Regions from separate parts of the Mus musculus genome. Here all the other regions are linked to region 1. The links are chromatin contacts, called in public HiChIP or PLAC-seq and promoter capture Hi-C maps. All regions are on one chromosome and are shown on one strand. Each heading gives the region's core, a stretch centred on a gene start, on an enhancer-like site or on the middle of the called end of the contact. The rest is flanking DNA. Distances are from core to core; before and after follow the strand shown.

Region 1 (3,713 bases), core at 679-3,178:
AGCTGGTCCAGGTCTGGGGCTGTAATTCAGTAAGACGCTTGTCTAGCCTGTCAGAGAGGCCTTGGGTTCCCGGGAGGGGAGGGGAGGCGGAGAGAGAGGGAGGCATGGATTGGGATGGGGGTGGGGGTGGGGGAAGGAAAGGGGGGAGAGAGACAGAAAGACAGACAGACAAGAGACAGAGAGAGGCAGATGGAGACCATGAAGACTAAGGAAAGGCCAGAAGTGGTATAGCACACCTGCAGCGCCATAAGTCCCTAGGGGAAGTTGAGGTAGCCAGGTCTCAGAGACCAGCCTAAACTACATAGTGAAATCTTGTTTTGGAAAAAAAAAAGTTAGCTGGGCAGTGGTGGCACACGCCTTTAATCCCAGCACTTGGGAGGCGGAGGCAGAGGCAGGCAGATTTCTGAGTTCGAGGCCAGCCTGGTCTACAAAGTGAGTTCCACGACAGCCAGGGCTATACAGGGAAACCCTGTCTCGAAAAAAAAAAATTAATTAAAGAAGATCAAACTCATGTGCTGGAGAGATGGCTCAGCAGTTAAGAGCACTAACTGCTGCTCTTCCAAAGGTCCTGAGTTCAAATCTCAGCAACCACATGGTGGCTCACAACCATCCCTAATGAGATCTGACTCCCTCTTCTGGAGTGTCTGAAGACAGCTACAGTGTACCTACATATAATAAATAAGCACACGCCTTTAATCCCAGCACTTGGGAGGCAGAGGCAGGCGGATTTCTGAGTTCAAGGCCAGCCTGGTGTACAAAGTGAGTTCTAGGACAGCCAGGGCTATACAGAGAAACCCTGTCTCAAAGAAAACCATAAACAAACAAACAAACCCTTGTGCCAGAGTGAGCAGGGCCGGAGCGGGCAGAAAATGTCCTGAGTTTGATTCCCAGGAATCACATGATGGCTCACAACCATCAGTACAGCTCCAAAAAGAACTAATAATATCCTCATACAACCGGTAATAGGAAGAGTCTCAGAAAAAGAACAAGAGAAAAAAGGGAGAGACCCAAGTGCAGAGAAAATGAGGCAAGGAAGGCTCTGCAAAAGCCTAGACTTGCAGGGAGGCTGAAGACATCTTAGGTCACTTTTCTACTTCCCCATCATCTATGAGCCACAAAGTCTTCCCACCAATTTTCTCAGAAAGCCTGCACATACCTGGGGAACTTTCCGGTAGAAGTGCTTCAGCTGTTCATAGGGCAGAGGGAGCTGATGGCGCTGGTACAGGATATGCTTGAGAAGTTCACAAGTAAACTGGCAGCAGTCTTCCTGGCTCACAGGCCCGGGAAACACCACCGGCACCAGGTCTCTTGGGCAAAAGGGCTCCGCAGGATTGGAAGGTTCCTGGGCTGGCGGGATGACAGTCTCAAGATCTACTTCAGGAGCATGAGTTTCTTCCGGCTTCTCATACCAATCCAAATCTAGTCCATAAGTGAAAAGGTAAAGAAAGGGGAGGGGTTGTCAAAGTCAGCGTTAGTCTTAGCGTTCCCAGAGGCTCCATCAGCAGACACTCCCATAGGTGACAGGAAACCTGATACTGGCCGGGGACGATTTAAGTGACATCAGGGACAGGAAAGGGGGCTTTAGAAGACTGAGACTAATGTTTCGGTATGAAATATCAGGGGCAGAACACCCAAGGGGACAGGGCAGGAAAAACAATTCCACTTAAGGGCGAGGGAGTGACTTGCAGAGATAGGGCGGACTGGGACACCAGGAACAAGGACAGAAAGGAACGACGGAGGAAACGTCAGCCACTAAATGCATCTGGGGAGGTAGCAGCAGGGAAGAAACGAGTCCCCAAGTTATGGATCCCACGCCTTACTTGGGGCAGCAGCAGGGGACAGTTCGGACATATCCTCCTCACCGGACGCAGCCATCGCGACTGCCAGCCTAGTCGTCCTGCGGTTAAAATAGACGCCCCGCAAAGAATCATGGGAAGCTTAAGCTCCACTTCCGGCTCTTACCAGCCAGAAGGGACTCAGCGCAGCCGCTGAATGGTGGAGGTTGGAGATGACTTGAACCACACCCAAGCCGGGGAGCTCTTGGCCCCTCCCACTTAGGCGACCCAGTCGTCCCCTGGGGCTGGGGATGCCTTCATTTTTTTTTTTTTTTTTTCTCAGCAATAGTTTCCAGCACCCACCCCGCCCCCAACCCCCCATTCTGGAATGTCCTTAGAGATAGAGCCAAGATTAAGTAAACTAGAAGTTCACCTACCCCTCCCTGGAATTCGCTTAATAGTGCTTTAAATCCAGCCTTTGAACTCACTTCGGGGTCTCTCTATCTTGGTAATGGGAGACTCCAGCATGTTGGACTTCTGCAGAATAAAACACTCTTTGTGTTTACATACTGTTTGAGTCTGGGTTATCTTTCTTGAGCAAATCATAGACCCTTTTTTTTTTTTCTTTTGGTTTTTCCAGACAGGGTTTCTCTGTATAGTCCTGGCTGTCCTGGAACTCACTTTGTAGACCAGGATGGCCTCGAACTCAGAAATCCACCTGCCTCTGCCTCCCAAATGCTGGGATTAAAGGCGTGCACCACCACGCCCGTCATAGACCCTTATAATACTATAAAGAGTTAAGGTTTTTAGCAGGACAGTGGCGGTGCACGCCTTTAATCCCAGCACTCAGGAGGCAGAGTTCCTGAGTTCCAGGCCTACCTGAATTGTTAAGGTGGTAATAGATAAACGGCATCAAGGTCATGACAGGAATTCCCAAGTGAAGTTTGAACTTGATCTCACATAGGGGGATGAATAAGCTTTTTCAAAGTAGGGCAGGAAGGAATCCTGGGAGATGCCACAGACATAAGGAAGCTTGCTGCCAAGCTCGATGACCTGAGTTCAAACAGGACCCACAAAGTGAAAGGAGAGACTAGAGTCCCTCTACACCACTATGTAACAGGCTCACTCACAAACACAAATGGGGAAGTGACGCGAGTACATTAACATGTTATGGCTGGGTATGGTCATATCAGCTTTAATCCCAGCACTGGGGAGGCAGAGGCAGGTAGATCTAGAGTTTGAGGCCAGCCTGGTCTACAGAGTGAATTCCAGGATATCCAGGGCTATACTGAGAGTCCCTGTGTCAAAAAAAAAAAAGGGGGGGGGTTTATAAGGTCAAACATGTAACGATAATAAATAAGTTCTTTGTTGTTGCTGTTGTTTTTCAAGACAGGGTTTCTCTGTGTAGCCCTGGCTGTCCAGAACTCATTCTGTAGACCAGGCTGGCCTCGAACTCAGAAATATGCCTGTCTCTGCCTCCCAAATGCTGAGATTAAAGGCGAGCGCCACCACTGCAGGGCAAAGAAGTTCATTTTAAACTTGGCTATTGACATGACTGGAGACACGGGATCAGTTTATAGAGTACATGAATCCTGAGCTTGATTCCCAGCATTACAAAAAATGAAACCCCAGCCTACCCCAAGTGACTAACAAACACGCAAATGGATTCCTAAAATTTTTTTTTCAACATACATACAATTTTATCACTAACTAAAGACCAAATCAAATTTGCATACTAATAAAATAGATGTACTTGTAGAAATATATACTGACTTGATATTTACTCCCAAGAAACAAGAACCTACTAAGCCTTTGTTTTCTATTACTGAGCCATTAGGCTTCTCTAAAAGTTTGGGGCCGGAGAGATAGCTCAGCAGTTAAGAGCACTGACTGCTCTTCCAGAGGTCCTGAGTTCAGTTCCCAGCAACCACATGGTGG
Region 2 (3,713 bases), core at 410-2,909, 480 kb after region 1:
TGCAGGACTTTGCCATGAGCAATGACTACCCCACACATAAGGAACACAGGACAACTTAGGAACACCAGCTTAAGAGACCCCAGGGTTGGTTTTTAGGCTATGCCTACCTCTTTATAACTGGGGGTGGGAAAGACTTTCATTCTCTGGTCCCTAAACCCTCAACAGCTGGTCAGGAAGATGACAGTATACAATTCCCTGCCCCTGCCCTCCCGGCTAGAACTCATTAAAGAGAAGGCTAAGTAAGTTCTTTTTAGGTTAAGGACTAAGACACCCCCACCCCCACCCCCGCAGACTGTCTCCCCAAGGAGGGCTGTTTCCGCAGACCACCACTGGTAGTTTTGTCTTGGAAGGTAAGGAGGGAGTCATTTGGACCAGCAGACTGGGTATATGGGTGGCTTGGCGATTTCCGGTTAAGTCACTTACAACACCTTAGTTGTGACCGACTCTCAGGTGTGATCAGCCAGGAAATAAAAGTCTGCGGGACAGGGTGCCCCTTGTTTGCCCTGGAGATGGGGGGGGGGGGCGGGGGGGCCACACCCTCACCAAAGTAGAGAGACCCTTCACGAAAAGCCAGAGTTGGGCGCTCTCTCTCTCTCTCTCTCTCTCTCTCTCTCTCTCTCTCTCTCTCTCTCTCGTTCTATCTCTCTCTTTGCCTTTCTGCCCTTAGGAAGAGAGACAATCCTTTCCTCCGAGAACACGGACACACGGACAGGATGGAAATCCAGGAAACAGCAAAGCAAAGCCCGTCCGCACCTTGGCAAGCCGGCCATGCCCGATTTTGGCAGCGGCCTTCACTCATTAGTCACCACTACAGCCTGGGACCCTCCGCTCCAGGGATACGACCCTGGCACCGAGTAGGCTCAAGGCCTAGTTGGAGGAGAAGATTAGGCACTTCTCAGTCTAACCTGCCCTCACCCGCAGGGCCATCTGGGGTTCCAGCTTTGCCCCGGAACTTGCAGGGAGGGACCCGGGCGCGTCGGGCCGGCATAGGTAACAAAGCTCCGCGCCAGGCGCGCCCCATGTCAGCTCGGACGGGATCGGGAGCCAGGCCTATCCCCCTCATCTGGGCTCCAAGGCCCGGGGCATTCCTGGGTGTCCGCGTCCGCACCTTTTCACGGGATGGGAGGGCACTGCTTCTCCAAAAGGGAGATCTTAGCAGAGCTTGGGAGCCAGCGACTCCGGGCAACGCTCGAGCAAACTCTCGGATCGGGCGGAGAGAACTCACAGCAAACGCGTCCCCGCGCCCCAGTGCACCGTGTCGCCACCGCGTAGGGGGCGTCGCCAACCCAGGATCCTCGAGCCCCTAGCGAGCCTCTCCACCTCCCCAACTGCCCAGCCCACCTCTCCAGGGCCCTTCCAGCCCCCGGGACTCCCGCGCTTCTCAAAGCACAGCTCGGATCCTCCCGGTTCTCGGGGGACTCACCGGCCAGCAGCGGCAGAAGCAGGGCTCTGAGCAGAGTCAGCGGGCGGGCTCCCATCCTGGCGGGCTGCAGACGAGCAGCGAGGTTCAAGGCACACGGCGAGCGGGCGCGCGGACCGGAGCGCGGGGGCCGCCGCAGCAGCTACAGCCCGAGCCCGAGGCGTCCGGAGCTGGAGCCGCGCGCGCCCCGTACATCCAAGCCCTCGAGCGCGCCGCCGCCGCAGCCAAGCCACGCCCCCGACGCCCCCTCCTCTCCGCCTGCACGGCGCCCCGCCCCCTGACGCCCCCTTCCCCGCCGTCGAGGGGAGGAGCTGGCAATAGAAAGAAGGATCTGGGGAATGATGGGGGGGGGGGGGAGCAGCAGTGGCCGTCTTAGGGGAGTGCCGGAGACCTGGGTGTTGTTCCCACCGCCTAATCTATCCACTGGGACGCAAGAGAACCAAAGTGACTCTCAGAACTCCGTTAGGCCCTCTGAACCTACCTGGAGATCTGGAGCAATAGTTTGCCCAGAATTCTCCAAGTTGCTGGAGTTAAGCAACCCAAAGTGCTGCATGAGACAGACCAGCAGGGTGTCTCAGAAGAAGGCAAGGAGGACATAGCCAGGATGTCTCAGAAGACAAGGAGGGCACAGCTGTGGTGCCCGGTGGAACAGATGTAGCCAGGGAGGGGGAGGGGCGTGCGTGACACTGGACAAATCTGAACCCAAGGTAGAAACCCTGGGCTCCAACCCCCAGCGAGAGCTATTAAACAGACATACATCCCAAGTCCATCTCCAAGCAGTCTGGGCTGTGTCAGGGCATGGCCAAATCTCCAGCTGTGGGGAGGCCCAACGCAGCCCTTGTTCCAGGCACCCTCCACCCCCAGCGCCACCACCCCCACATTCTTTCTTTGTTGTGAAAGCAGCAAGGGGTGTGGGAGGCGGGTCAGAAGAAGTCAAGCTTTAGAAGATGGGCCCCAGCTGCTGACAGGCCTCCAGGATATGCAAGAGAGGATGGATAGCGCCTTGTCCCCCTTCTGGCTCTGGAGGGCCCCCCAGGCCTGCTTAGACCTCCCTTCCCCCAAGCAGCTGGGAGGGGGGAAGGAAGCCACAGAGGGCCTCACAGGCAGGAGAAGTGGCGCCAGGACTCCAGGGTCCTGCCACATGGCCACCACATGTCCCTGACAACCCCGTCCACAGCACCTTCTTCTTGTGTGCCTCATTCCCCATCCCCCAGAAGTCTTCCTCCAGGCCCTGCTAAAGAGGGTACAAACACGGAGGGAACCATTGAGCCAAGAATTCAACAGTCCTGCACACTACCACTGCCCTCATCCTTCTAGGAAGGGTCCTGAACAACGTCTTCAATGAAGACTCCGAACACAAAATGTTACCTGGTTCATTTATTAAAGAAACAGTGAAATATGTGGACCTGTAGTGAGGCAGCAGAGGGTAAAAGAGACCAGGGCAAGGCAGCCCAGTTGGCCAGCCCCAAACTGACAGAAGAGCCAGCATCAGGCGCATCCCTGAGGTGCAGACCCACTTTCTCCCACCTTGGGAGCCTCAGTCAGCTACTCTAGAGGACTCCAAAGTAGAGATCATGTTATCCTGAGGGCCCTTCCGAAGGGGGGTTCCCAGGGAAGGAGCCTAGACCCTAGAAGCAGCAATCTACCACATACACCGCTCCCTCTTCACCATCCTATTGAGTTGGGGAAGAGACAGGAGCCATGGGGAATGCTGTAAGGGCTGTGGGGACCCAGCAGACTAAAAGAGGGAGTTGAATGTCAGCTACTTGAAGAAAGGTCCACAGTGCTGGCGCTGAGGCCCCGGGAGACCTGAAAGAGACCAGCAACCACACATCACTGCAAACTCCTGGAGTCTGCCTGCTCTGCAGAGACTAAAGATGGAATTTCTAACCTCAACCTAAGCTCTAGGACTTTGCTTAGGCACGGTCTACTGGAGGAGCTACGGGACGAAACCTGGGCAAGAATGCTGGCTTGCACAGTGAATGAGCTGACCCAAGAGCTCACTGTGTTGAACTGGCTGGCAGTGTTGCCTGCTTTCTCTAAGGGAGACTTCATGCTGCTGGTGTTCCTACTTCCTCACTGAGACCTCAAGGGAAGGAGTAAGACACGGCCAGCAGCTCTAAGTCACTCTGAATTATTACCAGCTTAGAGAGCACCAGTGGCTGGTACTCTCCTGAATAATTCTGACTGAATCCTTTAGCCAGAAACTCTCTCTCTCTCTGTCTCTGTCTGTCTATCTGTCTGTCTGTCTTTCTCTTCTCTTTCAAACCAGGTTTCTGTGTCACCCTGTCCG
Region 3 (3,713 bases), core at 390-2,889, 420 kb before region 1:
TAGCCCCAAGCACAAGCTGACGCAGACCTCCATTTTTTCTGGCTCCCCACAACCTCTGTCCCAGCCGCGCTGGCCTTTCAGAGCTTCTGTTTCCCTCTATCTTTCTGTGTTCCCAGTGTCCCTGCAGTGGAGATCTCTGAGACACCCATTCCTGAGACTGAGCAGGGTAGAACTCGTGGGGCAGAGTTCTGGCCCAGAAAGTCCAGAGCACTGGGCCCTGGCAGCTGGCCTGGCACATGTCTGGCATAGCCAGCCTGCAGGCGACGTGTCTGCCCTGCCGGAAACTTCGAAGTTATCAGAGGGGAGTGAAGGGGCTGGGACTTGTAGCTCCTGGGACGTGCAGGGACTCATGCGCTGGAGTGAGTGCACGTGCCTCTGTGTGTGTGTCTGTCTGCACGTGCAGCTGTGTGGATTTCAGGCCAGAGGAAGGGTGGGAGGTCTGCTTTCTCGGCTCCCCTCAGCCTCTCATTCTAGCCTCATGTGGGGGTTCTCCTGCACATGACCTGAGACACTTCCATGTTAGACCTGTCTCCTCTAGTGGGTGATGATACAGCCTGGCTGTCTGTGTGACAGTTCCAGATGGGGATGTCCTGGGGACACCTGACCAAGCCAGCCTGAGACTTTAGCCTGGGTTGTATCCCCCCCCCCCCATCACAGACTCAGAAATGAATGGGGAAGAAAGGGCTCCTTTTTCCTTCAGTTGCAGAGCTAAGGAGCAACCCCTTGAATGTGCTTGCCCTCCTCTGCCCTGCTTCATCTCCTGGGTGTTACATTCCACAGTGGAAAGTGATGCCTTGCTAAGATTACAAACAGGGCCGGCCTGGACTGCCCTGGGATTGCAGGGGCCAGCCTTTCCCACATGGCTCTCCCCCTGCCAAAGGCACTGGTAGGGGCTGATACTGGTGCATCCCAGCCTGAGGGAGAATCAGGACCTCTGGGACGGGGGCGGGATCGTCTGGGTCATCCTTCTTCCACGGGGTTGACACTTTGGAGAGTAAGGGGTCTGTGTTCAGTTGTCCCTAGTCGGCTTGTTCAGGGGATGGCTGGGGCCTAAGCCCTTGGATCTCTGCATGCCTGGCCTCTTCTGGCCCTTCACTTCTGCTCTTACCCCCCTTCAGGTTGAGCCCCCATCCATACTAAGCTGGAGATTTCCGCAGGCTCAGCCAACCGCCTGACCCTAATTATGGCGCCTTCATCCTGTTGGGGTTAAGCTCCTTGTGGCCTCTCCACCCCCCCCCCCCCGACCCCAGGGGCCAGGTCTGGGGTCAGAGACTAAGGAGGCCCAAGCCTGCTATGGCACCTAGAAAGAGCTGTCTGGTGTCCTCCAGGGGGTGGGGGGCTGGAGGAGAGGAGACCACTATGGGTCCAGGCCAAAAGGTTAAGTGGTTTCTCTGGAGAAGCCTAGGGACAGGGAGTTACTCTGAGGGCACTGGAATCTGAAGTCCAGTGCTCTGAGGATGGTTCTACCAAGAACCATTGAGAAAGAGTTCGAAAGGTAAGCCTGCCTTAGCCCTACTCTGCCTGGTTTTCATTTCCCTATTGCTCAGGACTGGGCAAGCATGGCTGGCCAGAAACCCTGCCCAGGGGATGGCCACAGTCAGCCAACTTGAGACTCGGCCTGTGGCACAGTTAAAGAGTCCGAGGCTCAGTGAATGGCAGGCTCTGGACGCAGCTCACCCAACAAGCTGGGACTTGAAGTTTCTAAGCCCAGGCCAGGTCATTTCCTCTTGCTCTCCTCTGTCCCCTGGAGACTTCTTGTCTGCTGTCCTGTTTGTTGAGTATCATCTCTTCTCATCTCATCTGTGTGTGGAGCTATGTGGCAGAGAGGAGCGGGTCACCTCTTTGTGCCTTGCATTCCCCTTTGTGATACCGACGAGAGGGAGAGGTAAGCATGGGGGGAGGGATAACTATTTCTGCTTCTGTCTGGGGTGGGGGCTATAACAGCAGGGACAGGAGTGCAGAAGCTTCTAGATCATGCCCCTATCCAAAGCAGCTGGTGTTTTGGAGCCAGGCAGAGCGGCTCTGCAGAAGCTGACCTGATTTGCCTAAGGGCCCCGCAGTTACAGAAATGACCACTAGGTGTCAGCCTCAGCTCATACTTGAAGTGAGGCTAGGCCTCCAGGTTGCAAACCCCCCTCTGGAGAGTTGGTTGCCCCACAGTTGCTTAGGTGGGGCAGGTAGTTGCTGCGGGAAGGGGTCTGAAGTGACACACCTTCCTGGGACCCGGATGACCTGGGTAAGAGGCTCGCTTCAGATTTTATGTTCAACAGTTTGCATTCTCCTCTGTCTCGGGATGTATACAGATTCTGCTGCACACAGAGGCAAGACGACCCACCCCAATCCCTGCAAGCCAGATCCTGTGAAGACAGCAGACCAGCCAGTATCCACAGCAGCCCCGTGCAATAGGCATGACTAGCAAGTCCCATGCTACAATGAGAAAACCAGTGCTCGCACCTCTTACCCACTTAGAGGAAGACAGGGTCCTCTGAAGCCAGATTCTTTTTCTCACAACAGATGGATTTCTGGAATATTCTAGGATGTCAAGCTGAGGCAGGCTTCCTGTAAGGTTAGGAGTAGTATGGTTGATGATATCCAAAATGAGCCCAGTAGATGGAAGAGGGGTCTTGGGGGTGCCTGGTGTCATACATAGGCAGGTTGTAGACACAGGGTGAGTGGGAGCCATTCCCTGTCCATGTCTTCCTCTGAGCAATCTCCCACTCCACGCTTCTGTTCCCTTCATCTGTGAAGTGTCTACAGGTGGACTTGTTTCGTCTCCATTCTGTCCCTGACACCTGCTCCTTTCCAGGACAGATACTAAGATGGACTGGACAAGCCACCCCCATATAACACCACTTCATGTTTAGACCAGCGACTTCTCAAGGTGTTTTTGATTTTGTGTTCTAGCAATTAAAAAAAAAAAAACAAACAAAGCTGCGTATATACATACTTGTGACTTAAGATTTTGTTCGTTTGTTTTTTGAGACAGGGTTTCTCTGTGTAGACCTGGCTGTCCTGGAACTCACTCTGTAGATCAGGCTGACCTCAAACTCAGAGATCTGACGCCTCTGCCTTCCGAGTGTTAGGATCAAAGATGTGCATAACCATGCCCCAAAATGTAAGTAAGCATTTTTACATATTCTTGTATTGCCCCCCTTTGGTGACATGTACTCATGCTAATTGGACAAAGGTTTGATGAGATACAAAATGAGAAAATGCATAGGTGTTTTGGAGCTCTCTCCCAGCATGCCTGTACGGAGCATACGTGTCTTTGTGACAACCTGATTGCTGCAGGCGTGGGGGGGGGAGGGGCAGCTTAGCCCCTCTCAGGATGGCCACCACTCAGGATGGCCCACCTTTTCTGTCCCAGCCGAGGGAGGGAGAAACCTCAGGCCACAGGTGGGAAGGGGGAGCCGGGTTGCGTCTTGGGATAGGGAGTGGGGGCTGGTGGGTGGGGTGGAACCGGCATGACCTGGACAAAGCTGGTTCTTATCCTACATTCTAAATGCTGAATGGGTGAGCTCATCTCTGCTACTTCAGGTGACACAGAACAGGGACACTATGTCCTAGATGAAATCAGATTTCATGGGCTTTAGACGGTTCTATTTCATTTTAAACATTAAACAGTTGGATACCCCAGCTCCTCACATGGAACACGCTGGAAGCCCTCTCTTAACTACATACATGAAGGACCAGGACAGAAACCAGCTCTAATA
Region 4 (3,713 bases), core at 340-2,839, 400 kb before region 1:
TGGCAAGATGGGCAGATCCGGCCAGGTCTGGGCAAGGAGCACCTGCGAATGCTGTACCAGGGACGGGACATGGCAGAACGCTACGCTGCTGTTAGAGTCTTTACCCACTCAGCAAGTGTGCCAGGTGCTCAGGGAAGACTGGCATCAAGCAATTTGCACAAATAAAAACCATTACAAACTGTAATGTGCTGGGAAGGAGAACCCCAAGTGGGTTCTGGGAAACTCACCAGGAACTTGGATTACCTGAGGTTGGACCTTATATTGAAGCTGACCTCCTGCCTAGCTGGGCTCTCTCTCTTTCTCTCTCTCTCTCTCTCTCTCTCTCTCTCTCTCTCTCTCTCTCACACACACACACAAACACACATGAACACACACATACACACAAATACTCACACACTCACCCTCACAGATACACACACCCACACACACTTACTCATACATGTACACACACACATTCGCACACTCACTCACTCACACATGTACACACTCACACACACATACTCACTCACTCTCACACATACTTAAATACACTCACACCCACTTACTCATACATGTACACACACTCACACCCACTCACATACTCATACACACATACACTCACACACACACATATACTCACACACACTCACACATACATATAAACACTCTCACACACACTCACGCGTGCTCACACACACTCTCACACACATACACACTCACACATGTACACACACACAACTGTCAGGTAAAGTCAAACATTTAAGTGACAACTGTGATACCATCTGTTTGGTCCGTTCAGAAGCTTCCTACTTGCATGGGCCATGGGCTGTATCTGTATGGCCAAGGCCCTGCCCTAGGCCTGGCATAAGGAGGTACCTGGGATTTGGGAGGACTCAGAATGCCACCAGGACTCTTCTGTCCACCCCAAAATTAATGTTAGGACGCTGGAGATGAGGCACAGGGGGTTATGGACCGTCCAGGAAGGCTCCAGGGATGAGTAGGGATGGGCCTGGAAGGGCTTGAACTTAGACGAGGGCTCAGCATGATGGTAGTGGTCCAACTATGGGATAATGAGGAGGAGGCTGGAGATACAGAGGGCAGGGCAGATTTGGGGTAGCAAGCAGCCCTGTGCTGCATATGCTTGAGGCTGGCCTTCAGGCCAGCACTGTTTGTACCCTGGATGGGCATGCAGGGTAATGGTGGGTTTCTGTCCCACCCTTAGTCACATCATATGACCCTCTGGGGAGGGGTCTGGGCTGATCCAGAGCTGAGAGCTTCCTCCCCACCAGCCCTTCCCCGGCCCTGGCTCTGCATCACTAGGAATAGTCACAGATCACCCGAGGGTACTTAGCAGAGCTGATCTCCCTCAGCCTTGGGTCTCTGTCTGGAAACTGACGTCCCTACCTCCTGTTGCTGGACCCATCTCCAAGCTCTAGTGCCTTTCTCTCGTCCTGTTCATCAGCCTGGTTCTCGCTACACTAAGACCAGGCAGGGTCTCAGTAGGGTGAGTTGCTCAGGGGGCATCTCCGCTCTTGCCAGGAGCTCATCTCCCTCGTAGCCCCTCCCCTGCTGCCGACTGTTCTTCAGGGAGAAGGCTCACTGGCAGAGTGGCATGCTGCCCACCAATGGGGGCCATGCCAAGCGTGATGTGATGTGTGCTGATCCCTCTCCACGCCTTGCTGAAGACCAGGGGCTGATGCACCCGCAGGCTGGGGAGCCTGGGCGGTTCTCCCATCGTCTCCCTGGGGGAGTATATCACAGTGAATAGAGGGCTCCCTTGTGTTATGGGTGGAGGGGCCAGTCCTAAAGACTTTCCTAGACCCCTTATGTCTGGTCTTGTGCACCCAGTTTATGGGAGCTCTGAGCACTACTCAGGCTGTCATGTTAGCTGTAACCCCAGTGGGTACAGAGGGGCCTTGGGGTAGCAGGGCCCCACTCCCAGCATACTAAAGACAGTTTCCTGCTGTCCTTTGCATAACTCTGTCTGTTGAGGTCTCAGGTTCCAGGAGAGAGTGTGAGGGGTTTTAGGGACAGGAGAAACAGAGGCATTGTTAAGTATGGTACCAGTACAATTTGAAGAGTTCCTTTCTGTTTTCCTTCTGTCTGCGATGGATTGTGCCAGGCAAGAGGAATTCTGGAGATCCTGGGACAGCCCATCTTTCTCAGATATAGATTCTTTTGTTTTGTTTTGTTTTGTTTTATTTTTTGGTTTTTCCAGACAGGGTTTCTCTGTAGCCCTGGCTGTCCTGGAACTCACTTTGTAGACCAGGCTGGCCTCGAACTCAGAAATCTGCCTGCCTCTGCCTCCCGAGTGCTGGGATTAAAGGCGTGCACCACCATGCCTGGCTTCAGATATAGTTTCTTGAGATTATAATGCATTGAGGAGAGGAGAGGTTTGGGAAAGCTCTTTGGCTCTGCATGTTGAAAAGGTCCCCCAGGGATGTTAACATCAGTCACCAAGGATCACACTGTATTAAGAACAGATCTCAGATTCTGGAGGTGGGCAGATCCAGTTCTGGCTTCTCTGCTCTCAAGGTGACTCCGGACGGGCCGTGATGCCTCACCTTGTCATGTGTGGCAATGGGTTATCAATATTCCCCTTGAAGACCAGACTGGGCAGTCACAGCTGAAGACTAGCGTCAGTCTGTGTATGGTGGCACAGCCTGTAATGCCCGGGAGGTAGTATGAAAAGGAACTCAAGCTTCAGGTCAATATGGGATATATAATGAGACCCTTTCAAACAGACAGACAGACAGACAGACAGACAGACGGACAGACAGATCCTCCCCCGCCCCAAACTAATGAGGATTTGGCTCGGCACACAAAAGATGCCAATAATAATGGCCGTCCTTGGGATGCAGCTTCTCCTTTGCTTACAGTGGATTGAAGCTCGTGGTCCTCCCATGGCTGGGAGACCCTGATGAGGTGCGGTGGTGATTTTGAGATAGGACATAAAGGTTGTGTTGGGAGATGCTCCAAGGAAGCTGCAAGTGCCGGGCTACAGGAAGGACTGAAGATCTCCCCGATCCACCAACGCAGGGACTCTGGCTTTAAAAATAATAACCTAAACCAGATGTATGTGCCAGCTACCAACCTGAGGCCATTAATCAGTTCAACTCCCAAAGGGGAATGCTGGTGGATGGGGGCTGTGAACTGTCCTGTGGGTGGGAACTGAACCTGGATCCTTTAGAAGAGCAGCCAGTGCTCTTAACCATCTCTCCAGCCCAGTCCCCAGTATAAATCCGCCACCGAGGTTCATGTTTGTAATCCCAGTGCTTAGGAAGTAGAACCAGTGATTCGGGGTTACAAATGGCAGGTTTGAGACCAAGTCTGGGCCATTTGAGACCCTGTCTCAGAAAAAAGAAAAAGGCAGATCGGTTACCTTACTTTACAGACGGAGAACCCGAGGTACAGAGAAGCCGAGGCTTCTTCTTGGGGTCACACAGCTCGGGTCTGGGCTTGAATCCAGGCAGTTTGGCACATCATTGCCTCGAGCATGAAGCTCCCTGGGAAGAAAGATGTGCTCTCCTCTGTGGGTGTTCTGGGACTGGCTGGCTGGGCTGGGCTGGGCTTTGGTATTGTGGTGGGAGGAGGTAAGTCCCAAAGAGAACTCGCTTCCTCTAGACTGCCCATCCTTCCTGGGCTCCGTTGCCTTCTGTGGTTGCTGGTTGTTCTCTGTCCCCTGCACTCCTTATCTTCCTTGGGGTTAAGTTTTGCTTTCTCCAACTGTGAGC
Region 5 (3,713 bases), core at 747-3,246, 350 kb before region 1:
GGACTCCCGCGGCAGAAGGCCAAGGGTCACCTGCCGGCAGGGCTCTCGGCCTGGCCTTCCCTTGGGGAGCCTTGCAGCGGGGAGCAGTCCCACCTGCAGGGGGCGCCCTGAGACGGTTATCCTCCCCCCCCCCCAAGTTCCGGGGCGTCTTGCCACCCGAAGGCAGGTGCACTGAAGAAGAGTCGGGCAAGTGCATTGCAGTTCCTCCTAGGCTGGGATGCGACAGGTGTCAAGTCACAGTGCAGAAGGAAGGGGCTGCGAGTTCTGGCCCAGCTCTGAATCAATTCGGGAGAGCAAGGGGAGGAGCCAGCGGGGGGCTACCTCAGGGAGGGGAGTTTATTTATTAGCCAGATTAGCCCGCATTAATGGGGGCGCGGTGGTGGCCGGCGGCAGCGGGGACATAGCTGGCATAGCTGGCATAGCGGCTGGGCCTCCCGCGGTGCGCGCTCTGGAGGCTTCAAAGGGGCTTAAAGAGGCCCCCGGTGGCACTGCCATGGCCCCTCCGGGGAGGGCGTGGGCGGCGGGGGAGAAGGCCAGCATTGTGCGGGAGGATTAGGGATCTGGCCTGGAAGGAATTTTAAACTGCTACAGCTGAGCCCCAGGAACCACGCTTCCCCCAACACACACACACACACACACACACACACACACACACACACACACACACAAGCACACACAAACTTGCACGCACACACACACATATACAGTAGTCATGAGGAGCTGTGTTTGTCTGTCTCTCTCAAGCTGGACACTTGCTTGTTATTTGGCAAATAACACAGGCTATCCAGTTACATAGAATGAAGCTAAGTATAAGTATATCTCAAATGCTGTATGGGATATACTTATGCTAGGATATTTGTTGCCTTCTCTTCAGCTTAACTGGATATCTTCCACCCCCTCTAGCAGGCAATCCAGATACTTTCCCTGTGCCCAAAAAACATGTTTTTGGAATCCAGGATATTCGTAGTTCCCTGAGGGCAGGAGTCTCTGCCCCTTAGACTGAGAAGCAAGCTTTGGTCCATCAGAGCAGAGCTGAGAGTGGTGTATCTTTCCCACCAGACTGGGAACTTCCTGAGGTCAGGGGTTGATTTTTACCAGGCGTTTTAGAGAGTTTCAGGGTTAGCATCTGTTTCTAACCATGCCTGATTGTCCCTGGAGCAGGCTCTGTGGATTGCTGGAGGCCTCGTCTCTCCCAGAGCAGCGCTGGTGATCCCTGCCTGTACTAGTGAGTGTTCCTGACCACAGGAGGAGCCAGGGGCCTGGAGGATTGCCTTCCAGATGGGTCCTCCTTCTAGGAATCCAGCGTGGAGGTGCTCTGGAATGCTGAGCCTGGGAGTTTGGAGAAGAGCGTCCACATCCTCTAAGCCTTCTAATCTGTCCCTGGTCCTGGCCAGGGCTCTTGAAGGCCGCGTCTACCTGTTCCCAATTAGGTTGTGGAGAGAGTGAGGTTTGGGGGAGCTCTGAGATCTGGGTACCCAAGCTTCATGCCAGTCAAGTGTGCCTTGGTGCAGTGGTCCTGCTGGTCTCCTGGCTGCCCATGAGCATCTCAACAGATTGCCAGCCTTCTGTCAGCCTCAGCCATTCCCAAGGCCTTTGCTCCTGTCTGTGGTCTCCTTGCCTCTAGTATGCTCTGCACCCAGGGCAGCTGAAATCTTCATCAACCCGGACCACTCAAGGAGCCAAACAGGAATCCAAGGCTGCAGGGATGAGGTGGGGGTGGGGTGAGCAAGTCAGGGGAGCAGAGATAGGAACTGTGGTGTATCCCTTGCTCCTGCACCCCTCCTAAGGCCCCTCATGCCTCAGGGCATCTGAACTCTTCCTGGAAGCCGAGGGAAGGCCCTGGAAAGCCCTTTCCCACGGTCACAGCCTCAGCAACCCCCCCACTCCCTTGTTAACTATAGCCACCCCAGGCTTGCCCTCTGCAGGGTGCACCCACCCTATTGCTGAAGGCCTCCTCCTTAGGCTGAGTGCTTGCCGCCACCCGCCCGCCCGCCCGCCCGCCCGTGGTATCATCACCCCACTCCTCAGGCCGCCCAGTCATCAGGTCAGCAATTAGCTACTTCCTCCCAGCCACATGAGGCCACCAAACGTCACAGCCCCTCCTCCAGCCTCTGCTGCCAGCAGCAGGAGTGCTGGGGGTGCCCCCCACCCTTTGTAGTCAGTGCCAAGTCCTGGCTGCACACCCCCTCCCACAACCTACTGAGTGCTGCGGTAATGAGCTCCCATCTAGGAAGCTGGAAGCCGCCTGGCTGCCTCCTCCTGTCACCCCATTCTGTGGCCTGGGTGGGGCAAAGCTGTCTCGAGGGTGCTGGCAGCGGAGCTTGGGCAGGGCTGGAGACTTGGGTGTCCCTGACCCCACTTGTAAGTGGTTCCTCCTGGGGCCCAACAATCTGAGAACTGATAATGGCAAGTCTAGGAGAAGAGACAGAAAAGGGGGACACCTTCAGATGCCTCGGCATGCTCCTCAGGAAGTCCCCGTAGGCTCCCACACCCAGACCTAGGCATGCCCACAAGTACAAGCTGTTCACAATCCATCCGTCCTGCTGCAGTGGGGGATCCATGTACTCAGGCAGCAAGCCCATCACATAGCAGTGCCAGAATCAGGACCTGTAGAGGAGTCAGGGTTGAGGGAGGGAGAGGCAGACCATTGATGCTCCTGTTTGGGTTGGGGTGGGGGCGGAAGATATGATTGTCAGAGAGAATTAAAAATAAATCCAACGAATGTGTGTGATCTTAGATTACTTGGGAACCTGGAGTGGTTGAGTTTGAATAATACAAGGAGATGGGAAAAAAAAAAAAAAACAGAACTTGGTTGGAGAGTTGGGGTCTTGGTTCAGGGCTGGCCCCACATTGATGTAATGATGGGGGACCCTTTGGTATCCCATTACTCGGGTTTGTGGAGGTGAGTTTGCCTTGGGAGGAGGTGAGGCTGCCTGCCCTAGTCTTTTCTTGATTCCTGGCATCCAACCCCGTTTAGATGAAGGGCACAGGTGAGGGATGTGGGGGCGTGGCCAGATGCTGCCCTGATTGGCTTGGGGGTGGGGCCCAGGAAGGGTTGTCTACCTGCCCCACCCCTGAGTGGCTCTCTAACAAGTAGCCAAGAGCTGGCTTCTTGTCCTGGGAGGGGATGAGTCACCTAGCACCTCCCTGACCAGGTAAATGAGGCAGTAGGGGTGGGAAGCTGGGTGGAGGGGTTTTCTAGGAACATTCCTGGAAGGGAATCTGGGAATCGCCACTGCTGTGGGAACCACCTGCCTACCTGCCTGCCTGCACCTGCATCTTGGCTCAATACACCCTCCTCCTTGTTCTACCAGCTAGCCTCTAGGTTCACAAGGCAGGGCCCTTGCCTCCTTAGCCCAAGCCCATCTCCAGCCTGCTGCTACCACCTAGCCTGCCCAGCAGGCTCTCCAAGCTGTGGTTCCAGGAGCACACATATGCACGTGCTCCTAAGCACATGCGCGCGCGCCCACACACACACACACACACACACACACACACACACACATACACGCACACACACGTGCACTGTCACTACCACAGGCAGTCACACTAGCAACAGCACCTCCCTAGGCTTGTCTGTACACACACACACACACACACATACACGCACACACACGTGCACTGTCACTACCACAGGCAGTCACACTAGCAACAGCACCTCCCTAGGCTTGTCTGTACACACTCACACACATCCACACCATCCACACCCACAC
Region 6 (3,713 bases), core at 687-3,186, 300 kb before region 1:
GACTCCCTTCTATATGTTTGAAGTGTCTCTTAAAACACATATCTCCTCTGAATATGAGGGTTCATGTTAACTATCTGTTTTAGAATTTATACGTTGATACAAGTTCTAACTGTGGCTCTCTTGTTGTCTATTGTCTTCATTCAACATTGCTGGTTAGGATCTGTTTTGTGGTGGCTCACTCCTACAGGATCAGCACTCTGAGAGTCAGAGGCAGGGGGATTGGTGCAAGTCTGAGGCCAAGAGAAGTTTGCATAGTCAATTCCAGGGAAGCTCAGGTGACAAAATAAGACCCTGTGTACGCTCTCCTCCGACATGCTGCAGACTTCCTCTTTTGTAAAAATCTCTATTCATATCTGTGTCCCCACCCCCATCGTATGAATTAATAAGAGTATCTCATATAGCAGCCATCTACCCCCTGCCCGAGGGTCTTTCATCCTAGCAGTGCCTGGGGAACGGGCAGGCATGGGTGGCCAAGGAAGATGCCTGAAGCCTGAGATCCCTTTGAATTCTCCCAGCCGCTTTTCAGGTTCCCCCATTCACAGCTGGCGAGGATGTGAGCTGGAGCAGCCACCGAGCCGAGCCGTCAAAGAACCAAAGATAGAACAACCCTATGATGTAGCCACGGCCCCGCTCCTGAGCACACGCTCGGTGGAACAATAGGTAGCACGCAGCCGTGCTGCCCACACAACTCCAATTACTGTGGCGCCATTCACAGAAGCCAAGGTATGGACCCGGTCTAGGTGCTCACGAGCAGATGAATGGAGGAAGAAAATGGGGCGTACACACAGTGGGGTTCTACTCATTCTCAACGAACAATAAAACTATGTCACACAGCATAGAGTAGAAGGGGAGTCATTTGAGTGGCAGTTTCTCTCTTCCCTAAAACCTTCCCTTTCCCCGGGGCTTCTCCACAAGAGACAGTAACAGAAGTGGGTGCTAAAGAAAGATGCGGATCAGGTCTTCATACATAGAATTTGGTTTAATATATGCATATATGACATATATACATATATGTGTGTATATGACATATATAAATATGTATATACATGTGTGTGTATACACACACACACACATATATATATACACACATACATACACACACACACACACACACACCCATACCAAACCTCTGTTGGGATTTTCTTTATTAATTTATGTTTTTCATATATATGTCAGGGGGGTTAGTGTATATGCATGTTCTCTGTGTGTGTGCCTGTGTGTATATGTGTGTGCACATGTGAGTGTACGTATGTGTGTGTGCATGCGTGCATGTGTGTGCACATGCAGGAGTGTGCACGCGTGTGTGCGCACACCAGAAGTTGACATCAGAAATCTTTCTTGGTCACTCTCCATCTACCATATTGAGGTAGGGTCTCTTGCAGACCTCTGAGCTCACTCATAAGGGTCATCTAGCTAGCTTGCTTTGTGGAAACCTCTGTCTCTGTTTCCCAAGTTCTTGAATTGCAGATGGACCACTACACTCACCTGGCACTTATGTGAGTTTTGGGGCTCCGAACTCCAGTTCTCAGATTTGTGCAGCCAATGTTTTCTCCGCCGAGGATCTCCCCAGCCACTTTACTGGAATTTTCTTTTAACAGTGGAAGCTTATTTCTTTTATCTCAATAAAAGCTTTGAAGTTGGGCCTCAAGGTTTTCATACTGCTCTGACCAAGAGGTAGGAAGTCTCTAATTGCTCCCCTTGAATCTGGTCTGGCCTCGATTACTTCCTGTGCTCAAGAGGATGTAGCACAAACGAAGCCCTATGCTGTCTAAACAGACTCAGAGCAGGCTCTGCATCTCTAACTCAGCTTTCTTAGGAGTCTTTCTGTCCTAGGGAAGCCACCAGCCATGGAAGACAGCTAGCTCAGAGATTGCCATCCCAGAGAGGTCACAGAGAGCCGCTCCAGGCAGCAGCCAGCCACACTGAAATGACAACTTCCCTGTCGAGCTGTCCCCGGACTTCTGCTTCATAAAGTCACAAGACGACAAAATTGCTGTTTTTACCTTGCTGTGTTTGGGGGCCATCTGTTTTGTAGCAACAGTAGCTACAGCAATATCCTTAAACAGAGCAAGCATAGTCTCTCAGCTCTTTGCCGGTAACTCTGATGGGGCCTCTGCAGTTCTATTACCCTCTCTTTCTGATGTTTTCAATATAATGTTACCTGACTCCGATGTGTGACTATTTTTACGGTGAGTTGGATGTTGCATTTATACATTCAGAGAAATAACTCGCTACTTCCAATGTTTTCAACTTCTGTCAGAGGAGATCCACATCTGGGCCCTAAGTACCCATGAAACATGATCTCTTTTCTTCTGTTTTAGGGGTTAAACAAAACGGTTTTTTCTGGCTCACCTTTAGCTTGGAAAACCCAGCATTTTTTGGAGTCTTTGCTCAGAGAGGAGCCCTGCACTAAGTTCCACTTTGGTAAGCCTGAGTTCTGCCAGAAGAGTCGTTCTGCTCCATGGACAGTGGGCTGACCTCTCCTAATGTGAGTGTAATACTGGTGTGTGTGTGTGTGTGTGTGTGTGTGCGGGGGGGGGGGGGCTTTTAAAGCCACTTTTACTACCTAAGTCATGACCAAAATTTCTTTGTTATCTTGTTAGCTCCCTGGTGAAAGTCCTGGTTAAAAGTATGTATATAATAACCAATCTTATCTATTTATTTCTTTGTGTGTGTGTGTGTGTGTGTGTGTGTGTGTGTGTGTGTGTGTGTACAGGTGGACACATGGAGTCAGGCTCATGCAGAACATGACATTGCTGTCTTTCTCAGTCACTTTACACATCAATACAGGCTTTCTCACAGAACCTCACTGTTCTAGGTAGGCTGCCTCTTGAGGTCTGCCTGACTCTGCTCCCTGGTCCTGGGATTACAGGCACATGCAGCCATGTCAGTTTTTGATATGTGTGCTGAGTAGACAAATTCAGGTATCACACTTAGAAAGCAAGCATCTCACCCTCAGAGCCTTCTCTCCCACCCCTCACCAATCTCCTTAGGCAGAAATTGATCCAGTTGAATTTTCCACTACTGACTGGCAGTTATCCCCTAAGAACGTCACTGTGTTACTGACTGTCTCTGTCCCCAATATCCCAGCTTGTTTTACTTACAGGCTTTAGGTTCTACTCTGATTGCCTATGTCTTTGTCATCGAATGCCTTCCGCAGATGGTTCGTCTTCCTTGGCAGTTTGACTGGATTTGGAATTGTCTAGGTGACACACTTTGTGTGTGTGTGTTTGAGAGAGGTTCATCTGAGAAGGGAAAATGCCCCCTGAGTATGGGTGGCACTGGCCCAGGAGCTGGCATTGCAGCTGACCGCCAGCATTCTCTCTCTCTCTCTCTCTCTCTCTCTCTCTCTCTCTCTCTCTCTCTCTCTCTCTCTCTCTCTCTCTCCCAACTATGAACACAGTGTGATCACACACACACCTCAGGCCCCTACTGCCACGCTTTCCCTGCCTCATGGTCTCCTCAGACCATGAACCTGAATAAGCTCTTCCTTCTTGTCAGGTATTTGGCCTCGGCCACGGGGAAAGCAAGCAGCATAAAGACACTATCTTCCACAGGTTTTACCTGGCTTGGGCTAATCCTTTTGGTACATATTAGACTACACAACTGAGATTGCTGGCACAGTGCATGCTGTAGACTAGAGAGACGCTGAGGAGGAGAATAAATGGGGAATGCACTGGAGGGTAATTGTCAGAGCATCTCTGTGTGTGTGT

Evidence for each region. Promoter capture Hi-C pulls out the DNA fragments that hold promoters and counts their contacts. HiChIP or PLAC-seq counts read pairs in DNA pulled down with a chosen protein or histone mark.
Region 2: a contact with region 1 is called in a promoter capture Hi-C map of cranial neural crest. The contact joins the promoter of Ptk7 here to the promoter of Mad2l1bp in region 1.
Region 3: a contact with region 1 is called in an H3K27ac HiChIP or PLAC-seq map of embryonic stem cells, with 5 times the contacts expected there. The contact joins the promoter of BE949265 here to the promoter of Mad2l1bp in region 1. A contact is called at or near these places in 25 of 39 promoter capture datasets (the 3T3-L1 cell line, 3T3-L1-derived adipocytes, the C10 cell line and 16 more), 5 of 15 datasets of contacts at CTCF or cohesin (the NIH/3T3 cell line, embryonic stem cells, hippocampal excitatory neurons and 2 more), 62 of 484 Hi-C or Micro-C datasets (the 63-12 cell line, B cells, CD4 T cells and 38 more), 53 of 115 datasets of contacts at active chromatin or transcription factors (the 230-238 cell line, DN3 thymocytes, the HPC-7 cell line and 39 more) and 4 of 9 other capture datasets (adipose tissue, liver, macrophages and 1 more).
Region 4: an H3K4me3 HiChIP or PLAC-seq map of forebrain shows a contact between it and region 1, with 5 times the contacts expected there. The contact joins the enhancer-like site here to the promoter of Mad2l1bp in region 1. A contact is called at or near these places in 22 of 39 promoter capture datasets (the 3T3-L1 cell line, 3T3-L1-derived adipocytes, the C10 cell line and 14 more), 1 of 484 Hi-C or Micro-C datasets (the G1E-ER4 cell line), 23 of 115 datasets of contacts at active chromatin or transcription factors (the SCID.adh cell line, T-cell acute lymphoblastic leukemia, acute myeloid leukemia and 14 more) and 4 of 9 other capture datasets (adipose tissue, liver, macrophages and 1 more).
Region 5: a contact with region 1 is called in a promoter capture Hi-C map of the HPC-7 cell line, with 3 times the contacts expected there. The contact joins the enhancer-like site here to the promoter of Mad2l1bp in region 1. A contact is called at or near these places in 16 of 39 promoter capture datasets (the 3T3-L1 cell line, 3T3-L1-derived adipocytes, the C10 cell line and 10 more), 18 of 115 datasets of contacts at active chromatin or transcription factors (the NIH/3T3 cell line, acute myeloid leukemia, bone marrow-derived macrophages and 12 more) and 1 of 9 other capture datasets (embryonic stem cells).
Region 6: a contact with region 1 is called in a promoter capture Hi-C map of the HPC-7 cell line. The contact joins the enhancer-like site here to the promoter of Mad2l1bp in region 1. A contact is called at or near these places in 12 of 39 promoter capture datasets (the 3T3-L1 cell line, 3T3-L1-derived adipocytes, the HPC-7 cell line and 5 more), 2 of 15 datasets of contacts at CTCF or cohesin (large pre-B cells and pro-B cells), 1 of 484 Hi-C or Micro-C datasets (the F1.1 cell line), 11 of 115 datasets of contacts at active chromatin or transcription factors (acute myeloid leukemia, embryonic stem cells, large pre-B cells and 4 more) and 2 of 9 other capture datasets (adipose tissue and macrophages).

What each region holds. Positions count from the first base shown.
Region 1 is chr17:46,151,623-46,155,335 of GRCm38.p6, forward strand. Mad2l1bp (MAD2L1 binding protein) reads right to left here and starts at 1,929. Exons shown (of 3, transcript NM_025649.3): 1 at 1,821-1,929; 2 at 1,157-1,419. The coding sequence starts at 1,875.
Region 2 is chr17:46,627,845-46,631,557 of GRCm38.p6, forward strand. It overlaps Ptk7 (PTK7 protein tyrosine kinase 7), which reads right to left and starts at 1,660. Exons shown (of 20, transcript NM_175168.4): 1 at 1,424-1,660. The coding sequence starts at 1,478. It overlaps Klc4 (kinesin light chain 4), which reads right to left. Exons shown (of 16, transcript NM_001357130.1): 16 at 2,785-3,229. The coding sequence ends at 3,179.
Region 3 is chr17:45,729,280-45,732,992 of GRCm38.p6, forward strand. It overlaps BE949265 (cDNA sequence BE949265), which reads left to right and starts at 1,640. Exons shown (of 2, transcript NR_169044.1): 1 at 1,640-1,885; 2 at 2,304-2,939. It overlaps 1600014C23Rik (RIKEN cDNA 1600014C23 gene), which reads right to left. Exons shown (of 2, transcript NM_028164.1): 2 at 3,585-3,713.
Region 4 is chr17:45,753,097-45,756,809 of GRCm38.p6, forward strand. All of the region lies in intron 2 of F630040K05Rik (RIKEN cDNA F630040K05 gene), which reads left to right. Among named protein-coding and RNA genes, the nearest start is that of F630040K05Rik, 20 kb to the left of the region's middle. Within about 2 kb of position 1,590, at least 51 of the 459 cell types and tissues checked have an H3K27ac peak or open chromatin away from gene starts, as enhancers often do. A contact at or near this core is called in forebrain and neural stem cells, where this site is marked.
Region 5 is chr17:45,805,500-45,809,212 of GRCm38.p6, forward strand. All of the region lies in intron 1 of Gm46607 (a long non-coding RNA gene), which reads left to right. Among named protein-coding and RNA genes, the nearest start is that of Gm46607, 19 kb to the left of the region's middle. Within about 2 kb of position 1,997, at least 56 of the 459 cell types and tissues checked have an H3K27ac peak or open chromatin away from gene starts, as enhancers often do. A contact at or near this core is called in the HPC-7 cell line, acute myeloid leukemia, bone marrow-derived macrophages and 2 more, where this site is marked.
Region 6 is chr17:45,853,810-45,857,522 of GRCm38.p6, forward strand. No RefSeq gene overlaps it. Among named protein-coding and RNA genes, the nearest start is that of 4930542M03Rik, 26 kb to the right of the region's middle. Within about 2 kb of position 1,937, at least 11 of the 459 cell types and tissues checked have an H3K27ac peak or open chromatin away from gene starts, as enhancers often do. A contact at or near this core is called in the HPC-7 cell line, where this site is marked.